2 separate regions of the Oryctolagus cuniculus genome follow, and region 2 is linked to region 1. Evidence: chromatin contacts called from public Micro-C data. All regions are on one chromosome and are shown on one strand. The core of a region is the stretch at or near the end of the contact, and the rest is flanking DNA. Distances in the headings are between cores, read along the strand shown.

Region 1 (4,347 bases), core at 1,294-3,793:
AACCAATCAGAGCCTGAACATAGCTGAATTCCAACCCAGCCCCAGCACGTCCCTAACACAAGAATAAAACCCTTCTTATCTTGTTCAGCCATGTGTCGCCTGCCACAAACTGCAAAACAGAACAACGCCCAAAACCAGCCAGTCTGATTTCAACCGAGGACAGACAGACTCTGTAGCCAGAAGCTCCGCAGTGAAAGAACTCGAACTCCCACAGCTGGCGTGGTGGTTCTGCACACTCTACAAAACAAAGCCATACCACAGCCAGTACTCCAAACTTGAAAGGATCTCGAAAAAGCCACACTGGCACTCTTAATTGGCCAATAGTTCTAGAATCAGCAAAACAAACCCATCTAGTACCCTAGGGTTGGACAAGGGGGAAAAAAGGATGAGTAGGGAGGCTGACAGGAAGCTGGAAATTATTCTGTACTCATAACTTTGTTAAGGCACCCGGACAGATTTCACCCCAATATATATGCAAATCAGGAATAACTACTCCCTTAAAGGTAAATGGATGCTTTCTATTTATAAAATAAGACGTTGAAAAAAAACTAGTGGTCATCTAACAATTCACATTAAAAAATAAGACAACAGTCTCAGCAGTGTTTATTAAATTAGGCAAGACTGCACAGTTCTTTTTTTTTTTGCTTGTAAAGACCTATGTAAAATCAGGCAGCACCTGCACCAGGTCGAGAGTATGAACGCCGACACCAATATTCACACATTCATTCTGTCCACCTTTTGTGCCTAGCACAGTGCATGTCAAAGAACAGGCTTTCAATAACTGCAGGCTTCTTGAATGGCGATATGCCGTTTAAGTTATAAAAAGTATAAAAAGTACACAAATTCTAAGATTGTATTTCCAAGATAACTGAAAGAAAAATCCCTGAAAAGCAAAGCTGGGGCTTTTTAGTGATTTCTGTGGGGATGAGTTGGTGACCCCAAGTTCTGTTTCTGCAACAGCACCCAAGCATTACAAGGAAAACCAATACCACATTAGCGTCTAGTAAGACTTCTTGTCTATGTGCTCAACAAAAAGATAAGATTCGAATGAATCAGGGAAACAATTATCCACATGCTGGTGAAAAACAGTTTCTCAGGAGCAAGACTCCCAGAAAAGAAAAGGAATGGGGTTAACTAAAATAGCATCATCACTATTCATGTTAAGTATATTCTCAGAAAAATTAAACATTATCTCACTGAAAATGAAAACTCATTTAATAAAAAACACAAAGGATAAACATAAATAGCTTAATTATTTAATGGAATCTTTTAGGTGAACATTCATGTGACACTGGAAAGCATCAACAGGAAGAGGAAGTTCTGTTTCTGGAGTGGCTGTTATGGTATGATAATGGAATTTGGCTCTTTCAGAATCAACAAATGAGCTTTACAATTGGGTAAAACTCTCTTATTAGCAAATTAATCTACTTTCTGCAGAACCACTATTGTTGCACTTTTCAACAAAGAGCTCTGGACTGAAAATTGAGTATTTATTTTTTCAGATGTAGTAGTGTGAAGCTTGACTTAATAAACAGATTGAAATCTGAGACTATCAAACATACACAGCATTTTGCCATAATTAAAGTGAGAAATAAAATGGGGTTAAGAAATTCAATCATGTAACCTAGTCAAAAGAATAACGTTTGGGAATAAGGGAACTCTACTTCAACCACGTATAGTCCAGCTCAAATCGCCGCACTCCACGCAACAATTATAAATACTTGTAAAGGGTACACAGACGTCAACACATCCACCTGCCATGCTTGCACTATGCTTAGGGTTTACACCCCTTAACCAAGTGTTTCTGGAAGATGGAATATTAAAATACAATAACTGAAAGCAAGCCCTGGGAGTTTCCTCATTTCCTCCAGCTCCTGCATACTGCCTCGCGCGAGAGCCATGTCAACATTCTGGAAAATTATTAGATAATTAAACACTGGAGGGGTCAACACCTAAAAGAGACCAAGTCCACGAATCACCAGGCAGGAGGCTGAAGATTCAGTTCCCGGACAGAAATCGCTAAAATGTAAGGGGTTCCGAGAACTTGCACAGGGCAGGAGTCAAACTGACGATGCACCAACACCCAGCCGTCTTCTGGCGCTGACCTTCACCTAACGTGACCTTCCTCTGGTTCCAAAGATGAGAACAGACTCCAAACGCACACCCCAGCCAGAACCACAGACAAAAACCCCACGCTCGTGGTGGGGCGCACCCCTTCTCGCCAGAAAGACCGTGTTTCCAACCAACCGACCCCTCGGCAGCCACCCTCCGCTAACTGCCCGGCTCCCAAACAGCCCTCTCTCCTGTGCCTGTCAACTCCGCGGGCCAAAGGCGGCGTGCAGGACCGGCTGTCGCCGGGCCGGCCGGCCGGACGCGGGCGGGCTAGGGGAGGAGGGCTTCATACGAACCTGTCGGTGATAGTAGACTGTGTGCCACTCATTGGGGCCCTTGGCGAGAGGTCCTCCTTTCATCCAACTTGCATTTTACAGTAACACCTCCACCCCACCCCCAGTGCTCTGGGATCAGGCCCAACTCCGTCGGGGACACAAAAGTCCAACTCAACACTCCATGCAGTCATCTAGAACATCCGATTGGAAGGGGTCAAGCAAAGGGGATGCGGGCTGGAGCAAAGTTATCATCCAAAACAAAACCAACAAAGTCAGCCGGCAGGCGAGTCCCGGCGCCTGCGACAAATCCTGCAGGAGGCACAGCGAGAGAACTCCGTGGCCCAGGGAAGTCCGCGCGCCGTGGGAAGGGGACCCGGACTCCCGCCGGGGCCGCGGCCGGGGCCGGGGCGGGATCGGCTCCTCCTCCGGAGTCTCGGGGCCGTCAACTCCGTCCGCACCCGCACGGCCGAGCCCTCGCGTCCCCGCTCTCTAACTGGGGCTGCCGGTCGCGCGTGGCCGCAGCCTCGGCCGCGTCTCGGGCCGTCCCGCGCCGAGCTCGCGCGGCCCCATGTCCCCCGGCCCGGGGACCCCTCGCGTCTTCCTCGCCGCCCCCACCAGGCTCCGGGGCACCGGGACGAGCCGCGGGCGCCGGCGGAAAAGGAGTCCCGCGACCTGAAGTGACAGGGACCGGGGTCTCTCAGGGCCGCGGGCTGCTCCCCATCCCTTTGAGGCCCGGACTCTTCCGCAGTCAGCACGGGCGGCGGCGGCGGCTCCTCCCCGACGCTCCGGTAGGCGGCGGTTCCCGCGGGGGGGGCGGGAGGCTCCCGTCCGGCCCGGCCTGGTGGAAGCCTCGGCACGGGAGGCGACGGGCGGCGGCGGCGGCGGCGGCGGCGACTCCCCGCGCGGAACCGGCTCGCCGGGTGCTGGGGGCCCTCGCGGGAGCGCGCGCAGAAGGCGGAGGCGGCCGCCGGCGGTGGGGCGGAGGTGGGGGGAGCGACCGACGACCGCGGGCGCGCGCGCGGGTTCCGGTTCCGGTTCTGTCTTCCCGGTCGCGTCCAGCGCGAGCTCGTGCTTCCCCTCCCCCGCCGACTTTTTTGGCCTCCTCCCCTCTGACTTCGGGAAGCCGCCTCACCCGGGAATCCCTCCGCCGGGCCGCATCGCGCAGCGCCGGCCGCCCGCGCCCGCCCTTCGCTTGCGCCGCCCCCGCGCGGACGCCTCCGCCTCGGCCTCGCTTGGGGGGAGCAGAAAAGTAGTCCCGCGGGGGCAAAGGCGGCACCTCCAGGCTCGCCGCTGGCCCTGGAGCCGGAGAGTGTGGGAGAGGGTCGCTTAGGGGTGCTGCTCGCGCTGTCAGTGTTAGCCACAGGTGTCCAGAGAGCCCGCCCTGACCCCGCCAACTTCAGGAGGGGACGCACCCCTCGTCCTGGAAACTTTTACTCCCTCAGGGAATGTACTTGTTCGCCCCGTGTCGGGTCCGGGCGCCGGGTTAGCATCCCTGCCCTGGGAAGCAAAGCCCGGCACACCGAGGTCTCGGCGTTGGCCGCTCACCTGGGGCACCTGCTGCTGGCCTGGGCCCGGGGAGAGGGGCCGCCGCGCACGAGCCGTGGCTGCCTGCGGTGGGCGTGAGGAAAGGCGATTTGGGCACCGGAGCCCGCGTTTCTCAGTATAAATGTTGCTTTTTAGGCTATCTGTGCCTTGGCAAAATTAAGTGTTTGACTTGCCAAACTGAGAAAGCATGGTGCTCTCCATAGCGACTTCACAAGCTTGTGGAAAGAAGTGGGAGCAAACAAAGTGTGTATTTATCCAGTAAGTGGCATTACTGGTTCTCTCTGGAGAGTTGTTCATTTTTTTTTCCCCCACCAGTCCTGCTTGGTGGGGAGATTTAGGCATCCACCTAGTTGTGGGTTTGGATAACTCGGTATGGGGGCAACGCGGGCACCACACGCAGTATAGCTCTGGATGC
Region 2 (4,478 bases), core at 203-2,702, 110 kb before region 1:
TGCCCTTGTTCATATTTGGAGTACTAATACTTTGGGGTTAGACAGAGATAGAATACTTACTGCATGGGTAAGTAACCAGTACGAAATTTGGGCAAGTTGATTAAATCATTTTGGCGTCAATATTTTCTTCTGTAAAATTACAATAACAATAGTACTATTTCATAAGGCCATTTAGAGAATTAACTAAGATAAGGACTGTAAAACATTTATCACAGTGTATGGTATCTGTGCCTGGTATATGGTAGCTATTTTAAATTTTTTTTCTCAAGTTAAAATTAAAATTTTCCATTAAAACCTTTAGCCAAGCCAATCACAAGACTCCTTTAAGGACTTCATTTGAAAAAAAAAAAAAAATCCTCAAAGTTTCCTTGCATGAGAAAGTGAGTCACTCGGCCTGAGCCTCAAAAGATAGCTGGAATGATGGCTTTAACCGTAGCTTTCAATTTTTCACTTTAAACCACAACCTTCAATAAGAGAGAAATTTCATATTGTTAACCAGCATGTACTGTGTATATACGACAAGAGTCACAAGAAGTAACACTTCTTCCACATGCAAAGCATCTGTATTTTCTATTCTACTCTTTAAAAAAGAATTCTAGTCACAACCCACCAACTTGATTTCATGACCCACAGTTCCAAAAACCCTGGCTTTATCTATTTTGCTCATCACTTTGAAAGAGGGTGACCTATTTTTAAATCATTATTCTTATCATTGCATAAATTTTAAAACTACTAAGTAACACTAAAGTCAGCTTTTAAATTTTCATATTACTATGATACTGCACCATATTCAACTTAAAATATGTTATTAACATCACCTTATCCATGTTCATCTGGTAGTTCCTGGACGAATCAAGGAAATGCTGTTACTAAACCTAGGCTATTAACTGAAGTCTAGCTAACAGGACTGAAGCTTTTCCTCTTTGTAATGGCAAAGTGCCCCATGATTCAAGACTGAGTCACTCTGACCACAAATGGAATATTGACATGCTCTGAAAGATATCAACAGCCGGCCTCTCGGTTCAGTAAGAAAGCACTGGCATTATTAACTCCTCTACCCACAAGCAAGACGCTTGCTGGGAAATTCCATCCCCGCAAAACAAACCTTTGGCAATGGATGTTGAAGGGAAAAAGTGACCTCTGAAATTAAAAAGCTTAAATACAACAGTATCCAGAATTTCTGCTAATCAAATTGCTATACTGAAGACTGGGATGAGGGCCAGCACTGTGACACAGTAGGTTGGGCTGCTGCCTGAGACACCAGCATCTCATATGAATGCCAGTTCACGTCCCAGCTACTCCACTCCAGCTCCCGGCTAATGTGCCTACAAAGACAGAAGATGGCCCAGGTACTTGGGCCCTTGCCACCCAAATGGGAGACTCAAGGAAGCTCCTGGCTTATGGATTTGGCCTGGCCCAGTCTCAGCCTTTGCGGCCATCTGAGGAGTGAACCAGAGGATGGAAGATATCTCTCTCTCTCCTCCCTCCCTTCCCCTCGCCCCTATCCATTAACTCTGTTTTTCAAATAAATAAATCTTTTTTAAAATATTTATTTAGGCCAGCGCCGCGGCTCACTAGGCTAATCCTCCGCCCGCAGCACCGGCACTCCGGGTTCTAGTCCCGGTTGGGGCGTGGTTCTGTCCTGGTTGCTCCTCTTCCAGTCTAGCTCTCTGCTGTGGCCCGGGAAGGCAGTGGAGGATGGCCCAAGTGCTTGGGCCCTGCACCCACATGGGAGACCAGGAGGAAAGCGCCTAGCTCCTGGCTTTGGATCAGTGCAGTGCGCCGGCTGTAGCAACCATTTGGGGAGTGAACCAACGAAAGGAAGACCTCTCTCTCTCTCTCTCACACTAACTCTGCCTGTCAAAAAAATATTTATTTATTTGAAAGGCAGAATTAGAGAGAGGCAGAAGCAGAGAGAGAGAGAGAGAGAGAGAGAGAGAGAGGTCTTCATTCCACTGCTTCACTCTCCAATTGGCCACAATGGCTGGAGCTGTGCCAACCCAGGCCAAGAACTTCTTCTGGTTCTCCCACGTGGGTGCAGGGGCCCAAGGACTTGGGCCAACTTCTACTGCTTTCCCAGGCCACAGCAGAGAGCTGGATCAGAAGTGGAGCACCCAGGACTCAAACCGGTGCCCATATGGGATACCAGCACTGCTGGTGGCAGCTTTATCCACTATGCCACAGTGCCAGCCCCCATAAATAAATCTTATTTTAAAACACAAAGACTGGGATGGTAAACAGTGAGCAATAAGACACCGCTAAAGCATGTAACTTCAAATTAAGAAAAGGGCTGTAAGACATAATCCAAGAAGATAATGATTTAACGTATTTAATGCTTACATCTGTGTTGTCACTACTCGGCCGAGAAGTATCTCCACTGCTGCAATCAGTCCTGCTCAGTCCATCTCCAGGATCCACCTCTGCATCACTGACTGTCAGGGCATCACCTAGAGGCCTGGAGGGTGTAACTATGGCTCCATCCTAAAAGAGATCAAAGGAACACACACAAACACATAGAAGAAAACTTCGATTATTGACTGTGTAAACAAAGTGGCACTACAATCTACATGGAGTACACAAAAAGTTGGACACTCTGATGTGATCAACAATGCTTAATGTTCTATCAGTAAAAAGCACAAGCAACTACTAAATTCTATGATTCTAAAATGCCATAACACTTCCAGTTAGGGAAAGTATTATTTTAATGAAAAGAAAAGGTCCAACTTCAAAATATAGCAAAAAGATAAACCAGCTTGTTAAATAATTTATGTTATCTGCTCATTAGTAAGGATTATTATACTATAACTCTGGTTAACTGGCTTCCAGTGCTTCAGAGTTTCAATAAGTTGCCAATTCTGGCACATAATGTGGTAACAAATTATTAATAAGCTTTTAGATCAGGAATCACATTTTTAGTGTTGGATCAGGATAAGAATGGGGTCTTTTCTCAGTGATAAAAACATTAAAACTTTCAACATTACTGAGGCATAATACTTAAAATGTGACACAGCAAGTGGAACTGAAAGGAGTAAAAAATAATAATGGGTAATGAAAAGCACACTAAACAGGAAGTCAGGAGACCTTACATACCATGTGTGGGTGACTTTGGGCAATCATTCAGTTTAGGACCTACTTTTCTCAACCACAACATGATTTTTTTCACTTGAAAAATGAGCAGATTAGGCAAGCATTAGTTCTGTGAATACGTAGTTTTCACTTCAGACCTAACTCAGAAATACCGACACATCAACAGCTTTCACTCATTTTAAATGCACAGGTAATCTGTCCATTTTGCTTTAAGGTGTAGTATAAGGAACTTTCCTTATCCCAAATATGAGTGTTACAGAATATAAGCCTTGGTTGACCAAGAAATGCATAACTTTTTTTCTGATGAGACCATTATCTTCGTGACTTACATCTATATAGAGAATCGTAACCTCTATTTAAAACTACAAAAAAAAAATTACATAGTTATTAAGGGTATGAATGTGCTTTGAAATCCTCAGACCAGATTTGAATTCTAGTCCTATCATTTTTAACCTACGTCACTGACGTCAGACCAGTTACTTATCTGTGTTTCTCTAGGTATGTGTGTAAAATGGGGGAAACCACAGGACCTAATTTCAGAGGGTTATTGTGCAGATTAAGTAAGAGAATGTTTGTTCATGTGTTCATCACAATGCATGTCAATTTATAAAATATTGTATCCATCCTTCTTAAAAGCATATCAACTGTCATTCTGTATAAAGATCTCAGAATGAACCACAAAAATTAAAAGTATTTAAATACAGTTTAGTAGTCTGTCACATCAAAGCAAAAGCATTCTTTTTTTAAATTATTATAGAACAGAGAAAAGTGATATGAGCAAGCAAACAATCAGAAGCCCACACTTATTTTTGTTAATTATCCTATATAGGACATCCTGCTGTCCTATCCTAGAAAAATAACTTTTTAAAAAGGCGACTGCAACATTCTCTGACACATTCCCAGAAGAAAATTCTCCTGCAAGGAGTCGGGTAGCATGTGTACCAGTGATGCTACCTGAGCAGGGCCTGTGGCTTTGGATAACTGCTCTTGCAGCTGAGGAATGTGTCTCTTGGCCTCTTGGATCTCTTTTAGCAATCTTTGGACAGGTGTTCGGTTGTAATCTTCCTGCAATAACTGAAAAGTTATAAAGATATTTTGAGAATTAATTACGTATGTCAAGAAAATATAGAAAAAATCTATTCTTAATCATTAAAAGAACTGATGGCATTGATTACAATACTGCTTGACTGTGATTATGATAAATACCAACTCAACTATGCCCACTCACATTTTTACTGCCCTATACACAGTCCTATTTCCATTTTAGTACCTGTAGCCGTTCCTGTTCTTTCTGTAACATTTTTCTCAGAATTTCTACTTTCTGGTTATGAACCACATTGTTTTCCTCCTAGGAAAAGATAAAAACAAACAAACAAACAAACAAAACCAAT

What was found. A called contact is a pair of places that touch in the nucleus more often than the background predicts.
Region 2: a Micro-C map of ear pinna shows a contact between it and region 1, with 4 times the contacts expected there. The contact joins the enhancer-like site here to the promoter of ARHGEF12 in region 1. A contact is called at or near these places in 5 of 6 Hi-C or Micro-C datasets (ear pinna, embryonic fibroblasts, psoas muscle and 2 more).

Annotation. Positions count from the first base shown.
Region 1 is chr1:112,820,729-112,825,075 of mOryCun1.1, reverse strand. It overlaps ARHGEF12 (Rho guanine nucleotide exchange factor 12), which reads right to left and starts at 2,543. Exons shown (of 39, transcript XM_017343054.3): 1 at 2,409-2,543. The coding sequence starts at 2,440.
Region 2 is chr1:112,927,170-112,931,647 of mOryCun1.1, reverse strand. It overlaps ARHGEF12 (Rho guanine nucleotide exchange factor 12), which reads right to left. Exons shown (of 39, transcript XM_017343054.3): 7 at 4,358-4,435; 8 at 4,042-4,161; 9 at 2,341-2,481. Among named protein-coding and RNA genes, the nearest start is that of GRIK4, 74 kb to the left of the region's middle. Within about 2 kb of position 1,452, at least 1 of the 8 cell types and tissues checked has an H3K27ac peak or open chromatin away from gene starts, as enhancers often do. A contact at or near this core is called in ear pinna, where this site is marked.